Linked DNA regions of Mus musculus: regions 1, 3, 4 and 5 are each linked to region 2. The links are chromatin contacts, called in public Hi-C, HiCAR-type and HiChIP or PLAC-seq maps. All regions are on one chromosome and are shown on one strand. The core of a region is the stretch at or near the end of the contact, and the rest is flanking DNA. Distances in the headings are between cores, read along the strand shown. Region 1 overlaps Cradd (CASP2 and RIPK1 domain containing adaptor with death domain). Region 2 has its middle 30 kb from the start of Gm40744. Region 3 has its middle 31 kb from the start of 2310039L15Rik. Region 4 overlaps Cradd (CASP2 and RIPK1 domain containing adaptor with death domain). Region 5 overlaps 2310039L15Rik (RIKEN cDNA 2310039L15 gene).

Region 1 (2,700 bases), core at 27-2,526, 270 kb before region 2:
ATTTTGTCCGCCTGAGGGTTTTACAATAGGTTCTGTTGTTCTTATGCGTAGGCAAAGACATGTCTTTTTGTTTAGAGGATTTTGAAATGTGTTCCTCCACCCAGAGCACCCAAGCCCAGGCTAAGCACAGAATCCTTTTATAACTACAGGTTATGATCTGATTCACTAGAAACAAGGGCCGGTGTTAAAAACAGAGCCTAAGGATCTTGAGCCCCTCTGTAAGGATTACCAAAAGAAACCAGTGAAATGTATCAAGGAAGGAAGCTACAGTCAAAACTGTATTTCTTCTTTAAAATTCTTAAGGCTCATAGGAAGCTTTGCATCTGATTCTCAGCTACCAAAAATAATTTGTGTGTGGAAGATGCCTCAGAAATGGAATATACTTAGGCGCCCACGGCTGACTGCTTTTCAGATGTGTGGTTATCAGTTGTAGCTTGAATTTAGAGAGTACGAGATGATGCAGACAGGGTTCCTGGGGGGTTAGTTTGTTACTTTCTGAGATAGTTATTTTCTGAGATTCTGATGAGAAGCCTGACAGAATGCCTTCAACCTCTGTGACTCCCAGGAAATGCTGTTAGCTTTATTCTGGTTTCATAGTTTTGGTCAAGGTAGATTCCAGAATAAAACAGACATTTTCTTCTTAGTAAAAAGGGGACGAGGCATCCTATTCCTAGGCTCGGAACTAAGGCAAGTCTTGCGCTTACCCTACTCTGTTGCATTCTCGGGTTATCAGATTTGCAAGTCGGAGTTGGGGAAAGTTTCTATCGGGACTCAAGCAACTCAGCCTCCAGTCCTTGCTAATACCAACAACCCGAAGGCAGTTTTCTACCACCTGGGAAAGAAAAAAAAATCTTTCTAAAAGATGGCACACGGCTTGCTTTCCTGTGCACTTTCAGCAGGTCTAGAGCTGCATCTGGCCGAGTCGGGTAATCCAATCTATTTTAACGCAAAGATTTTCCGAGAAGGCAGGAAACCAGCAAGGGGGAAGGCTTTCAGGCATCTGCTGTTTCGTTTCCAGATCCCTTGTGTTAATTTAATGTTTCTAGGGAACCCGGGGTTTTTTCTCGGAATCTCTTCTCTAGGAACTGGTGTGTGCCGCGATAAGGCTAAGACTAAGGGGGCTGCAGCCGGAGGCAGCGTCCCCGCTCCAGGGTGCAGACTTTCCCCGCCGCCACCGCCACCGCCACTGCCACCGCGAGGGTGACAGCACCCTTCGAAGAGTGAGTGTTTGCCTGTGTGCAATTAGGAAAGGCAACCCCGTGAAGCGATCGACATGCCCTCACCCCATCAAAACCAGGGCAACTCGACTCTGTTGAGGAAACAAACTCCATTCCATCCCAAGCCGGAGTGAAACGTGAGCTTTGCACAAACACTGGCACTGCTTCGGGAATACCGGGAAACTCGCCTTTCTTCCAGCGGCCTCCGCAGAGCTTTGCCCAGACAGCAGTACTAGCTTGCTGGGGGTTTTAGTGTGTGAGATGAGTTTTGGTTCCGTGCTTGCAGCCAGGTGTTAGCACTGGTGTGTGTTGGGCCCTATCAGCCCTATGACCAACAGCCGGCCTGGCCTCTCCAGCGTCTCCTCTCCCGCCATGGACCTGAAGCCTCACTCAAACCTCGCTTCTGCAAAGGCGTCCTGTAGACAAAAGCCTGCCCTTAAAAATTTTAAAGACTGTATGCTATTCCTGTTTAGACTCACGCAATGGGGATAATCCATGCTGCCCTGAAAATAGGGTTGAGAACTAAGATGGAGTGAGTTCACGTGGCCCTTTAATAGTAGAAACAGAACCGGAACTCCGATAAACCCAGCATTCTGTTACTGAGTTACAGAACTATTCTACAGAATCCTAGAGGTGGACCAGAGTGTTGTCCTCTTGTCATCCCCCCCCCCCCTATGACATTCTAGCAATCTGGCTGTTTCTGATTGCTGTGGTTGTGATTGCACACAATTCCATCGCTGGAAAACTCTAATGATTGCACTGTTGTTTCGAACACTAACTGGAATTCTCTGAGAAACTGTTCTTTAAACAATGAAAGGCTAAAATTACTCTTTTCCGCATATTTTTAATTGGTGTGGATGTATTTGAAAATCATGATAAAAATGAGCTTTCTATTGTGTTCACATTTAGGTTCCAGTCCAGGCTGTGTGTGCTATGAATTATTGGGAACAATCTTTGGTTTCTAGGTAGTGCTTTGAGGTTATGTAATGAAATGTTATATTGTAATATTTTAACATTTTAAATGATTTGACACTTAATATTTATTATTTTTTTTTATGTGCTTTGGTATTTGACCTGCATGTATGTCTGTGTGAAGGTGTCAGATCCCCTGGAATTGGAGTTATAGATACTTGTTAACTGCTATATGGATGCTGGGAATTGAACCTGTTTCCTCTGAAAAAACAGCCAGTGCTTTTAACAATGGAGCCATCTCTCCAGCTCTCCTCCTCCTATTATTATTATTATTATTATTATTATTACTATTACTAATGTGTGCTCCAGAGGACAACTTCTGAACAGTTGCTACCTTCTTTGATACAGGGTCTCTCATTGGCCTGGTGCTCATGGATTAGGCTAGCAAGCGCCAGGATACCTTGTCTCTGTCTCCCAGGAACGGCATTCCAAGCCTAGGCCACTGTCCTGACATTTTGTGTGGTTCTGAAGATCTGTTTCAGGGCTTCATGCTTATAAGCAGCAGTTCCCA
Region 2 (2,700 bases), core at 154-2,653:
ATCAAATGGGGGAGGGGCCGGAGGCTCCCAGATTTTAAAAGAATGTATTGCATTGATAGATTAGATTTTCTCTCTCTCTCTCTCTCTCTCTCTCTCTCTCTCTCTCTCTCTCTCTCTCTCTCTCTCTCTCTGTGTGTGTGTGTGTGTGTGTGTGTGTGTGTGTGTGTATGAAGCCCGGCAGGACTCTCCATTCCGAACAAGCTTTCTTTAACTGGTTTCTCAGTGGGGTAACCTCTCATTTCCCAGGAGCACCAAGAAAGGCAAATCAATATTCACTTAAGATAGCAATGTGCCCTAGAACCACAGGGGCCAAAGGGGTAGAACATCTCAAGACCGCGTCCAAGGTCAAACATAAGTGTGTCCGGAATTATCTCAGTGTAATGAGCCAGCTGGCCCCTGGTGCTTCACAAGACGGCTGGGTAAAGATTCGGGCTGGCCTCAGGCCTTGGCCCAGCAGGGAGCTGAGACGGGGGAAGGGCGCCCTCTGCCGAGGGTGAAGAAAAATACAACCTGGCAGTTGGTGAGCCCTATGCCTAGATTTCACTTCTAGAGGGCCATTTAAAACAAAAAACAAAAAAAACCTCAACCAGAGATCAAGCCAAGGAGCTGTTCCTCACAAGCCCTCTCTTAGCCCCTTCCCTTCAGCCCGGTGGCTAATTGCAGTCCTTGATCCCAAGGAGACAGTGTCCCCCCACTCCTGAGGCCTTCGTTTCTAAGAAAAAGACGGCCGATTATTACTTTTTTTGTTCCCTATTACCTTCCTCATCTTGGGCTCTAGAGCTCCGGAGCTAGGGGTCTTGGTCCTGAGAAAGATCTCAGACACTTTTGAGTAGGAGGGAACTCAGACACACCCTAAAGCCACACACACACACACACACACACACACACACACACACACACACACACACGTCAGTTGCCTGTCTATAAAACTGCGAGGCTGTATTCGACAGTCGGGAGGTTCCAACTCTCGTGGTGCCTGCCTGGTGTCCTATTTTAGACCCAGAATGCGTCCGTCCGCAGAGAGAGAACAGCGGCTAATGAGGGATCGTGAACCAACAGAAACAATGGCTGGGGACCACCTAAGCACTTTCCTCCCCCAGGGAAGGTAGAAATGGCTTTCTAAGGACCTGCGTCTCTTTATTGAATCTTGAGTGACACCTAGTGGTCCACCCGCCTCACCGTTGCCGAGGCTTCTGCTCAGAGGAGCTTTAAGTAAACTGGAGCTCATCTTTGCCTTCAAAGACCTGGGGAATCAAAGACAGCCTCGCTGAAGGTTTCTAGCACTTCCCCGCAAGCATTGTCCTACGTGATTCCGAAAGAAACGCTCTTATCTGGAGAGCTTGCTCAACTGGCACATCGTTCTAGCAGCGAATGTGTTAAGCTAGACGCTCTCCTAGGTACTGGGAACACAGATGTCCCAGTCTAGGCTCCTGCTCTCTAGAAACAGCCTAGGTTGGTGCAGAAAATGGACCCGGGTTTGGGGGAGTGTTTTATTTAAAAAACACCATAGTCCACTGGAAAAATGGAGTGTGTGTGTGTGATTTGTGGATGGAGGAGAGCAGTCACCACTTGAGCTGGGTCCTGGAGGTCAAGTAGCGTGACAGAATAAAAGTGGATTGACAGCCCACAATGTACACATCCTTCCACTCCGTTGTTCAAACAATGAACTTGAGGGCTGCTGGGAAGAGAATCTGTGGGTGTGGTTAAGATCCCCGGGTCTGCCAATCTTAAAAATCTAAAGCTTGTCCAAGGCAGGCCTCGCCCAATCAGCTGAACACTTTAAAGGGACTGGAATGTTCCTGGCAGAAGAGATTGGAGACTCAAAAGGACTCTTGTGGAGTTTTCTCTGATTGGTTGTTCATTAGGAATTTGGCTAGCCGGGAGAGAGCTGAGAGCCAAACTGTGAGAAAGTGAGTTCTGACAGTGGCCAGGGCGCTGGGAGAGAAGCCAAAGCTTGCTTTGCGAAAAACCAAGTCCCAGCTGACGCCTGAGTTTAGCTTTGCAACACCACAGAGAGAGGACTCAGGCTGTCTGTGCTGGTCTATAAAACTATGATTAACCAATTGGAGGGGATTTAAGCTGATAGCTATGCAATGTGTTCAGAAGCCACAGAAAAATGGAGGGGGTTGGCCACTTGGAGAACAAAAGCCATCTGGCCAGCAGGACCATGCAGGCAGACGACAAAGGAAAACGTAGCATTGAGAACAGGCTTTGGATGGGAGGCACAGTGTCCTTGGACAGACTGATGGCTCCCTGTACCCCTGTGTTCACAGCGTAAAATGGAGTCGTCAGTGGTTTAAACCTAGAGTTAGTGGTGTGCCTGCATAGACAGGGCTCGATACAGCTCAGGAACTATCAAGTGGTCAGAAGATGTTAGGCAACTCTAGTTGTAGCTCTTAATCCACAGACAAAGCACTGGGCTGAGAGGCCTTGGTCATGGGTTGGTTTTTTGTTTTGTTTTGTTTTGTTTTGTTTACTGGGATAGGGGGCATCTAAGACTATATATCCCTGACCCTACCTTTGTTCTTACTAAATCAGACTCTATAAGTAAGGCCCAAGGACCTGAACTCACAAAGAGCTTCCAGAACGAGAGGGTGTAACTGCACCATTGCAGTAGTTATACATCAGTAAGCAGCTGGTAGAATACAGAAAAGGCAGTAAGGGCAGGGTGTGCACATGACAGGCTTTGAGGGAGCACCG
Region 3 (2,700 bases), core at 91-2,590, 380 kb before region 2:
CAGGCGGCTCTCTGAGTTCGAGGACAGCCTGATCTACAGAGTTCCAGGACAGTCAGGGCTACACAGAGAAACCCTGTCTCAAAAACAACAACAACAACAACAAACAAACAAAAAAAGTTTCACAAGCCTCAGTAAGGTGAACGAAAGTACCCTCTACAAACCTGCAGTCAGATGTGTGGCTCACAACCGTAACTTCAGTGCTCAGGATAATAAGACAGGAGGCGTGCCATGAACGTGAAACTAGCCTGGTCTACAGTGCATTTTAGACCTGCCTGGGCTACAGATGTGAGGCTCTATCTCAAAAACAACAAGGGGAAAGCAATAATCTTTAAACCTCACAGAAATTTTACAAGATATAACATCGACCCCGTGTGTGTTTGGTTAAAGATCCTGAGACCTTTGAGAGTAACGGACCCCAGTAACGTGGAATTGTGGAGCCAAGACTACAAATGAGGCCCCAGATTTTTTTCATTGGACCAAGCTAAACATGTTTATATGAACAAGTTAAACATAGACACACACACACACACACACACACACACACACACACACACCCCGTAGCCCCCCCTCCCCCCGCTCTGGTCATTCCCGGAAATGTCTGTCTGCTTGCCGAATCCCTGAGCAGAGTCTGTTTCGGCCTCGGTGGCTTTTAGCCTACATAGGGTCCACAGAGGAAGGCAGCTTCCGCCGGCTGAATATTATAGTGACAATCTAACGCCATTCATACTCCAATCACCAACTGTTGCTCTCCTTCATCGCTATTGTGTAGGGTGTCTAGATTTATTTCTATTGTTTGTAGTCATGCATCTCCCGTGTGGGTATGTGTATGTGAATGCAAATGCTTACAGTGATCAGAGGTATTGGATTCAACCGGGAACTGGAGCTATAACCAACATAAGCCGCCCAACGAGTGTACAGGGAACCCACCTCATGTCCTCTACAAGAGCAGGACACAGATTTAACCATGGAGAAATTTCTCTAACTCTTAATTTTAATTTTTTTAAATTTTTTAAATAAAAATTGATATAATATATATTATATGTTGAGCATATTCCCCTAAAGCCCCTACCCCCTCCTTTCCCGCCTCCTGTTAGTTTCATTTCTTCCCCAAGACAGTTTCACTTCTGCCTGTAGGTCAGATATTCATACATGATTTCATGTATCTATAAAAAAAAAAAAAAATCCAGGAACCACAAATGAAAGAAAACATGTTCTATTTTTTTTTTCTTTCTGAAGCTGGCTGAATTCGTTTAATTGGATCGTCTCCAGTCATATCTACTTCCACACGAGCAGCGTAACTTCATGTTCCCGTTGTGTAGATAGACCACACTCTCTTTATTCATGCCTCTGTGCTGACTTCGTAATCAGCTACTGTAGACTAGAGCTGCCGATAACCACAGACGTGCAGGTACCTCTGTGATGGTTTCCCAAGTCCCTCAGGGAAACACCTAGAAGTGGCTCATGCCCTAGTTAGTTGTTTGAGAGACCTCGATACTGATTGCCTCAGTGACTGGACCAGTTTACCTTCCTACCAGGGGTATAGAAGAGCTCCCTTTGTCCGAATGTGGCCAGTGTTTGCTGTTTGTTTTCTTGATGCCTGCCATTCTGACTGGCTGGAGACAGAACGCAGTGTATTTTAATTTGCAGCCATCTGTTTCTTTATAATGTAATTATTTAAGAGCACCCCAGCTCTTTAAGGCTTTGGAGAATCTGGGTTTTGTTTGTCTCCTGTCACTTCGTCTGAAGCACTTGGGCAGGCACGGGTCAGTACAGTCAGTTATTTGGTGTCTTTTAATGTTTAAGAAAAACTCACTTAGACGGTACATTGTTACACATGCGCCACAAACTTGTACCCTTTTTTCTCCCATTGAATATTGGACAATGAGTATTTATTATCCAAGCTATATAAATAGCACTTTCAAAACAATTAGCATATATCAATTGTGTATAGTCATGAGTTCATGTCTACAATGTACTTGGCTCATTTTCACCCCATCAGAACTTTCTTTTTTATCTTTCCTTTTCCCCCACCCTAGGTGTGCTTATTCTTCCCAAATAACATTTCTTTTACTTTTATGCCTCAAGAAAGAAAACCAGACTCCATATGTGAGGGAACGTGTGTGATGATTGTGGTTCTGAGCCTGGTCTACTTCACATAATCTGATGAGCTCCAGTTTCATCCATTATCCTGCGAATGGTATTTTGTTCTTTATGACTAAATAATCAGGTACTGGCAGCACACTTTCTGTATCACCCATTAATGGGAACCCAGGCAGATTGCTTCACCTGGCTGCTGTGAACACTGCCATGGCACATGTCATTGGCTCTCTCATAGTAACTCTAGGGGTGTAAGTTACTTCAAGGGATTTTTCTGTTGCTGGACGTTTGACTATGCGGCATCCTCATTCCATTCAATATCTACTCAGTATCAAGGTTGTCAGGAGCAACATTTTGGAGGCGGATTTCTTTCGGTGGAATTGCTTTGAGGAGAGCTGCTGTCTTCAGGGAATGCCTAGAAAGGATGGTTACACTCCACAGCTGTAATTACATCCAATAGACTCAGCTTGTGAATCTAATTTGTTTTGTAAGCTAATCCATCTTGTTGTGGAAGAGTTGAAAGTGTCTTCTGGTATACACCGGTGGAAGAATACCTTTATAAAACCCATTCGTCCATCTATCCCCACCCCCACAACCATCCAC
Region 4 (2,700 bases), core at 83-2,582, 290 kb before region 2:
TTAAACATTTATCTGTGTGTGTCTGTGTGTGTGTGTGTGGCGTGCGCGCGCGCGTGCACGTGTGCTTCCATGTGCATCCCATGTTGGCATGTGTGCAGATCAGAGGATTTTCCACCATGTGAGTTCTGGGTATTGAACTCAGGTCATGAAGTTGGTGAGCAAGCACCTTTACCCACCAAGCCCCCTTTTACTTTTTTTTTTTTTGTCTTTGAAAAGAAAATGTAAGGCTGGTGTAGCAGCACAGGCCTTTAAGCCCAGCACTGAGGCAGGTGGATCTCTGTGAATTTCAGGCCAGTCTGGTTTACAAAGTGAATTCTAGGGCAGCGAGTGCTACATAGTAAGACAGTGTCTTAAAAACAAAAACAATAACAACTACAACCCCAAAACAATAACAACAAAAGAAGATGAAGTGTAAATACCCCCCCCACCCTCCGGTCGAGATACTGGCCCTGGCCGCTCTTGCAGAAGGAATGAAGACGAGGATGTAATCACGCCCAGGTGTGCTGGAGGAGGAGGCTTTTATTGTTGATGGGAGAGAGCGCGCAGCCAGAGGCAGCCAGAAGAGTCCAGATCAGGGGGAGAAACTAGCAGACTGAACTGGGCCATGAGAAGGGAGGGGGTGAGCATGGAGAGAATAAGGGGGAGGGGGAAGAGAGGAGGCCAAGAGAGGAACCAAGAGGCCAAAGGGGACAAACGAGGGTGGCCACAATGGCTGGGTTATATAGGAATCAGAAGCTCGGGGAATGGAAGATGTGGTAGCTTTTCCTGGTCGTCAGCTTGACGACATCTGAAATGAACTCCAATCCAGAACTGGAGGGCACGCCTGTGATCCAGATCTTGAGGCTGGAAGGCACAAGTGTCTGACATAGATCTTGAGGTGTTGTGGTCATGAAAAGCTTAGGCCCAGGCAAGGTAGTACATGAGACTTAATTCCAGGAGGCTGAGGCAGGGAGTTCAAAGGTCAGCCTGGGACAAAGCAAATCCCAGATCCAGGAGTGGTGATACACACCTTTAATCTGGGTCACACCCTACCTTAAGGACATTGGAAGAAGGAAGATTTGCTCTACTTGCAATGACTTGCCAGCACATCTGTTGAAATCTACTCCTGCAGGATTCCAGCTTATACAAAAGACCAGGTGAATCACCTAGCCTCATGGGACTGAGCAACTACTAGATTCGTGGATTCCCATCCACAGCTGCCCATTGTTGGGCTAGTTGGACTGCAGACTGTAAGTCATCACAGTAACTTCCCTTAATATAGAGAGGCATTCCATAAGCTTTGTAACTCTAGAGAGCCCTGACTAATACAGAGGGGAAGCTCAGGGGTGTGAGAGGTTAGGGTGGGGCAGGGGTGAGAGGGTTGAGAGGAGCTTGGGCTCTGTTACAGGTGCTCGCAGAGCCAAAAGAGCCAGGCAGCCAGCTCTGCTATATTAATAAGTACCACAGTTAGCCCTTTGTGATAGATTAATAAGTACCACAGTTAGCCCTTTGTGATATATTAATAAGTACCACAGTTAGCCCTTTGTCCTGTGATTCTTCGGGATCTGACAAAGGCAGAATACGAAGGTTTCCCAGAAACCTGCATGGCAGCTCCCAAGCCCATGTAACTCCAGTTCCAAGGAACCTGGTCGACTTTTCCGACCTCTGAGGGCACCAGGCACACATGTGGTGCACAAATATACTTGCAGGCAAAACACACACATCAAATAAATAAATCTGAAAAAGGGGGGATACTGTTTGAAACTTCCCTTATCCAACTAACACAATATAGACCAACCCCTGTTCCCTGTAAATGATAAGGTCCTATGATCATTACCGCCTGTATCATTTGAGCATAGTTGTCGGTTTGCTTCACAGCAAAGGGGTCCAGCAGTTGGCTGCCATGAGTATCTGCAAGGAACGCACTTGTTTCTGGGCCCTCCTCCCTGTGCGCTTGGTGCATTGTGCCATCCGTGCTGCCTGCTTTTGTTTTTATCCAGTAGTGCACCGTGTCTATTAGAGAGATGATGTATCTAAGAGCAAATCTGTAATGTACGGTGTAGTTAATTTAAACTTATCCCTGTCTAGCTTACAAACGAATGAGACTCGGACTGTGGTTATTTTATTTGGCTTTGACCAATATTTGACTGGGGAGTGACCCATAATCTACTTTTCTAACTGCTATGCTGGCTACCCTCCCCAGCAGTGTACCCCAGATACCTGCTGTTTCTCTTGGCCATCTCCCCTCATGGTGGCTTCCTCCTCCGTGCCCTTTCTCCCTCTTCTCTTCCTGTGACCCCCAGCCATGTAACTGAAAACCCACCTACCTCTATTTCCTCCAGTAATTGACTGTCGCCAATTTTATTCAACCAACAGTTTTAAATTACAGAGTAATGTTTGCCCAACATAAGCTGGTATACATGAGAATTCACTCATCTTGAATATACAAAATTTAGCATATAATACATAGCAACAGACCAAACCTCAACAGTACGTGGCTCTTCTATGCCCGCTCCTGCTCTGAAATGAGACAGAAACTAGGTACTTTCTATTAGTGAGTTTCTTGTACTATAGCTGGCCTGGGTTTATCTATTCTAACTAGAGTATGCTTGGCCTGGCTTACTTCCCAGCCACTTGGCATTCCCTGCCATCTGAGCCTTGCCCTGGCTCCTTCTGCTCCACATGAAGCATTACGGTGACTCCCTTGGCAACCTGCTCATG
Region 5 (2,700 bases), core at 184-2,683, 360 kb before region 2:
AAGGATTTCCCAGTTACCTCCAGGAGACTGTAAAATGAAGTATGTAAGAGCTTGAAAGATACGCCATCGCTAAGCATATCCAATCATTAAGCATTCTTATTATGATTATTACTATGATTATAGTAAAACTATAATGAAACCTTCCTTGTGGTGTGATTCTGAGATGAACATCTGTGAATGCAAATCTTTGCCCACATCTCTGATTATTTATATTTGGAAGATTTTCTTGTTTTGTTTTTGATCATGCACACGCACGTGTGTCTGACTGTGAGTTTGTGTATGAGTGTGGTGCCCTTGGAGGCCAGAGGTGTCAGATCCTCTTGGTGCTAGAGTTCCAGGTAGCCGTGAGCTCGAGAACAGGAGAGCTGGGTACCAAACTCAGGTCCTCAGCAAGAGCATCACTTAACTTCTGAACCATCTCCCCAGCTCCTTTATTTCCTTTAAGAGGAATCCTTACAAGGAAAATTCCAGAGTCAAGGGATATGCAAATGGATCCGAGGTGAGGAAGGAGGATGGAGAACCAAACCTCTCCAGGAAGGAACTGCCTGGTCGCACCCAACTCTTCTCCCTAATGCCTCCTGGACAGAATTACATCGTGTACATTATAGAATCCAGGATGTGGCTAAAGTAGAGAGACTACACACACTCAGCTTGCAATTCACAGTTGAGACACCTTTCTTTCTTTTTTAAACTGAAAAAAAAACATCTTTTTTTAAAAAATACAATATACATTGATAAATGTTTCCCCTCCTCCAGTTTCTTTTATGAAAAACTTCTCTAATTTAGGCGAGTCAGTTCCTGAGAAGGCTCAGTGGGTAAAGGTCCTTGCCACCAAACTTGATGACAAAGTTTGATCCCTGTCCCTGTTGGCTTTGGGATGGAAGCTGAGAAAACTCATTTCAGAGACAGAAGCTTAAAAATGAAAACTTTATATTCTGAACTCTCAGGAAAGCAGTTAGTTTGGGTTCTGAACTGTGTCCCCATAGGGAGATTGTACATTTTCAAAGGCTGGGAACACAAAGTGGCAGGTGGGGGAACAGCTGTGGTGTTATCCAACTGTGTTTTGACGTTATGGGGGTACCCCTTAGAGACCGAGCTGTATCCAGGGCACCTTCAAGGTCCTTAATTCATTCTCCTAGACAGTGTCTGGTGCTCAAAGTGATAAGGGGACAATGGAGCAGGTCAGCTGCATGTAGTTAACTATCACATAACAGGCAATAGGTTATGTATTTTTATAACTTATGCACCTTTGTTTAGATAACAGCAATTTCTCTACTCTCTACCGGTTAACAGACAACTAAGAGGTGGGATAGGTGCTCATTCCTAGGCCTGGCAACATGAACTTGTTTAACCCTGCCAGCAAGATGGACAAGGTGTCCTTGAAATGTCTGGACTCAGACAACTGTCCCCTTACAAGTTGTCCCTGAGATGTCTGGACTCAGATAACAGTTTACAGCAGAAGCTGTTCAGCTATTGGGAAGTGCCCAGCTCCTCTAGGACCGGGACCTTGAATTTAATTTCTCCCCATGATTTAATGGAGTCTGAAAACTTAATGGTAGTACTTAAAGTTTCTTCTTTTGCTTGTTCCCAACACAGCCCCGTGGTGGAAACACAGAACTGACTCCTCAAAGTTGTCCCTCCACTTCCATTTAAGTGCTGTGATACACGCATGCCCTTCCCCTTAAAAAATGTAATTGAAATTTTTAGCTTGATGGGAGACAAATACTTCCTCAGCCACTCTTGTTTACAGTCTGGGATTACTGATGGACACAAACATTTCCTCCCCAAGTCTCCACGGGCCGTTGCATTTCTTCTATGGTTTGTTGAGTTATGACTCAAATATGATGCATCATGACTTTCAAAAGTATTTATTTTTTTTAAGCCTATGAAACTTCAAACTGCATCATCCAGGCAGCCCAAAGGAAGGACTCTTTTTTTTTTTTTTATAATTTATTTATTGATTATAATTAAGTACACTGTAGCTGTCTTCAGACACCAGAAGAGGGCATCAGATCTCATTACAGATGGTTGTGAGCCACCATGTGGTTGCTGGGATTTGAACTCTGGACCTTAGGAAGAGCAGTTGGGTGCTCTTACCCACTGAGCCATCTCACCAGCCCCAAGGAAGGACTCTTTACATGAGTGGATGTTTGTGTTTTCATACGACCACACATAACTCAGAGTGTGTTTTCTAGTAATAAGAATAAATGGAATAGCAGTTCCAAACAGAGCCAGCCTCAAGGGACTAAAAGGTTCTGGAGAACTGACAGGGTAGCCCAGAAACAGAAATTAAAACTTTTTAAGGGTTCGCCATGCGTTGCCCAAACCCAGCCTTCCTCTCTGTGCTTCAGAGCATTTTTTATTGGCCAGTTTTGTCATAACCTTTGCAATCCCATCTTTTTTGAAACTGAAGAGGAAGAATGAAACCCATCACTGCATAAACCAGAACCCAGACATTAATTAGAGAGTTGTCCGCTTGGGCTTTTGTTAATGAGCCCTTGTATAATCATCGCCCAGTTTTCACCAAGTGTGAGGTCTCAGTTAGGAGAAATTGCCGTGGTCTCCCTAAGAATAAAATTATAGAACGCTAGAGAACACAGGCAAGAAATGTCAGTTTGTTGTTAGAGAACTAATATGGGGAGTCACTGGCTGGAATCTAGCATTTGGTTGGCTCTCAGTGAGCCAGAAAAGCTTCTCAAG

What was found. Hi-C and Micro-C count contacts between places; a contact is called where the count stands out from the background. HiCAR-type assays count read pairs that join an accessible place to other places. HiChIP or PLAC-seq counts read pairs in DNA pulled down with a chosen protein or histone mark.
Region 1: a contact with region 2 is called in a Hi-C map of the C2C12 cell line, with 4 times the contacts expected there. The contact joins two enhancer-like sites. A contact is called at or near these places in 2 of 15 datasets of contacts at CTCF or cohesin (large pre-B cells and pro-B cells), 25 of 484 Hi-C or Micro-C datasets (B cells, the C2C12 cell line, the G1E-ER4 cell line and 13 more), 13 of 115 datasets of contacts at active chromatin or transcription factors (DN3 thymocytes, bone marrow-derived macrophages, cardiomyocytes and 10 more) and 1 of 9 other capture datasets (embryonic stem cells).
Region 3: a contact with region 2 is called in an H3K4me3 HiChIP or PLAC-seq map of bone marrow-derived macrophages, with 5 times the contacts expected there. The contact joins two enhancer-like sites. A contact is called at or near these places in 4 of 484 Hi-C or Micro-C datasets (bone marrow-derived macrophages, muscle stem cells and pancreatic cancer cells), 6 of 115 datasets of contacts at active chromatin or transcription factors (bone marrow-derived macrophages, embryonic basal ganglia, embryonic stem cells and 2 more) and 1 of 9 other capture datasets (embryonic stem cells).
Region 4: a contact with region 2 is called in a HiCAR-type map of kidney, with 2.8 times the contacts expected there. The contact joins two enhancer-like sites. A contact is called at or near these places in 4 of 15 datasets of contacts at CTCF or cohesin (the NIH/3T3 cell line, embryonic stem cells, large pre-B cells and 1 more), 31 of 484 Hi-C or Micro-C datasets (the C2C12 cell line, Sertoli cells, bone marrow-derived macrophages and 2 more), 8 of 115 datasets of contacts at active chromatin or transcription factors (bone marrow-derived dendritic cells, cardiomyocytes, embryonic basal ganglia and 5 more) and 1 of 9 other capture datasets (embryonic stem cells).
Region 5: an H3K27ac HiChIP or PLAC-seq map of embryonic stem cells shows a contact between it and region 2, with 3 times the contacts expected there. The contact joins two enhancer-like sites. A contact is called at or near these places in 2 of 15 datasets of contacts at CTCF or cohesin (the NIH/3T3 cell line and large pre-B cells), 5 of 484 Hi-C or Micro-C datasets (the HPC-7 cell line, bone marrow-derived macrophages, embryonic stem cells and 2 more), 5 of 115 datasets of contacts at active chromatin or transcription factors (bone marrow-derived macrophages, embryonic basal ganglia, embryonic stem cells and 1 more) and 1 of 9 other capture datasets (embryonic stem cells).

The regions. Positions count from the first base shown.
Region 1 is chr10:95,263,412-95,266,111 of GRCm38.p6, reverse strand. All of the region lies in intron 2 of Cradd (CASP2 and RIPK1 domain containing adaptor with death domain), which reads left to right. Among named protein-coding and RNA genes, the nearest start is that of Cradd, 59 kb to the left of the region's middle. Within about 2 kb of position 1,276, at least 160 of the 459 cell types and tissues checked have an H3K27ac peak or open chromatin away from gene starts, as enhancers often do. A contact at or near this core is called in B cells, the C2C12 cell line, the G1E-ER4 cell line and 10 more, where this site is marked.
Region 2 is chr10:94,990,109-94,992,808 of GRCm38.p6, reverse strand. No RefSeq gene overlaps it. Among named protein-coding and RNA genes, the nearest start is that of Gm40744, 30 kb to the right of the region's middle. Within about 2 kb of position 1,403, at least 149 of the 459 cell types and tissues checked have an H3K27ac peak or open chromatin away from gene starts, as enhancers often do. A contact at or near this core is called in B cells, the C2C12 cell line, the G1E-ER4 cell line and 10 more, where this site is marked.
Region 3 is chr10:95,366,406-95,369,105 of GRCm38.p6, reverse strand. No RefSeq gene overlaps it. Among named protein-coding and RNA genes, the nearest start is that of 2310039L15Rik, 31 kb to the right of the region's middle. Within about 2 kb of position 1,340, at least 21 of the 459 cell types and tissues checked have an H3K27ac peak or open chromatin away from gene starts, as enhancers often do. A contact at or near this core is called in bone marrow-derived macrophages, where this site is marked.
Region 4 is chr10:95,280,458-95,283,157 of GRCm38.p6, reverse strand. All of the region lies in intron 2 of Cradd (CASP2 and RIPK1 domain containing adaptor with death domain), which reads left to right. Among named protein-coding and RNA genes, the nearest start is that of Cradd, 42 kb to the left of the region's middle. Within about 2 kb of position 1,332, at least 14 of the 459 cell types and tissues checked have an H3K27ac peak or open chromatin away from gene starts, as enhancers often do. A contact at or near this core is called in kidney, where this site is marked.
Region 5 is chr10:95,347,079-95,349,778 of GRCm38.p6, reverse strand. All of the region lies in intron 1 of 2310039L15Rik (RIKEN cDNA 2310039L15 gene), which reads right to left. Among named protein-coding and RNA genes, the nearest start is that of 2310039L15Rik, 12 kb to the right of the region's middle. Within about 2 kb of position 1,433, at least 13 of the 459 cell types and tissues checked have an H3K27ac peak or open chromatin away from gene starts, as enhancers often do.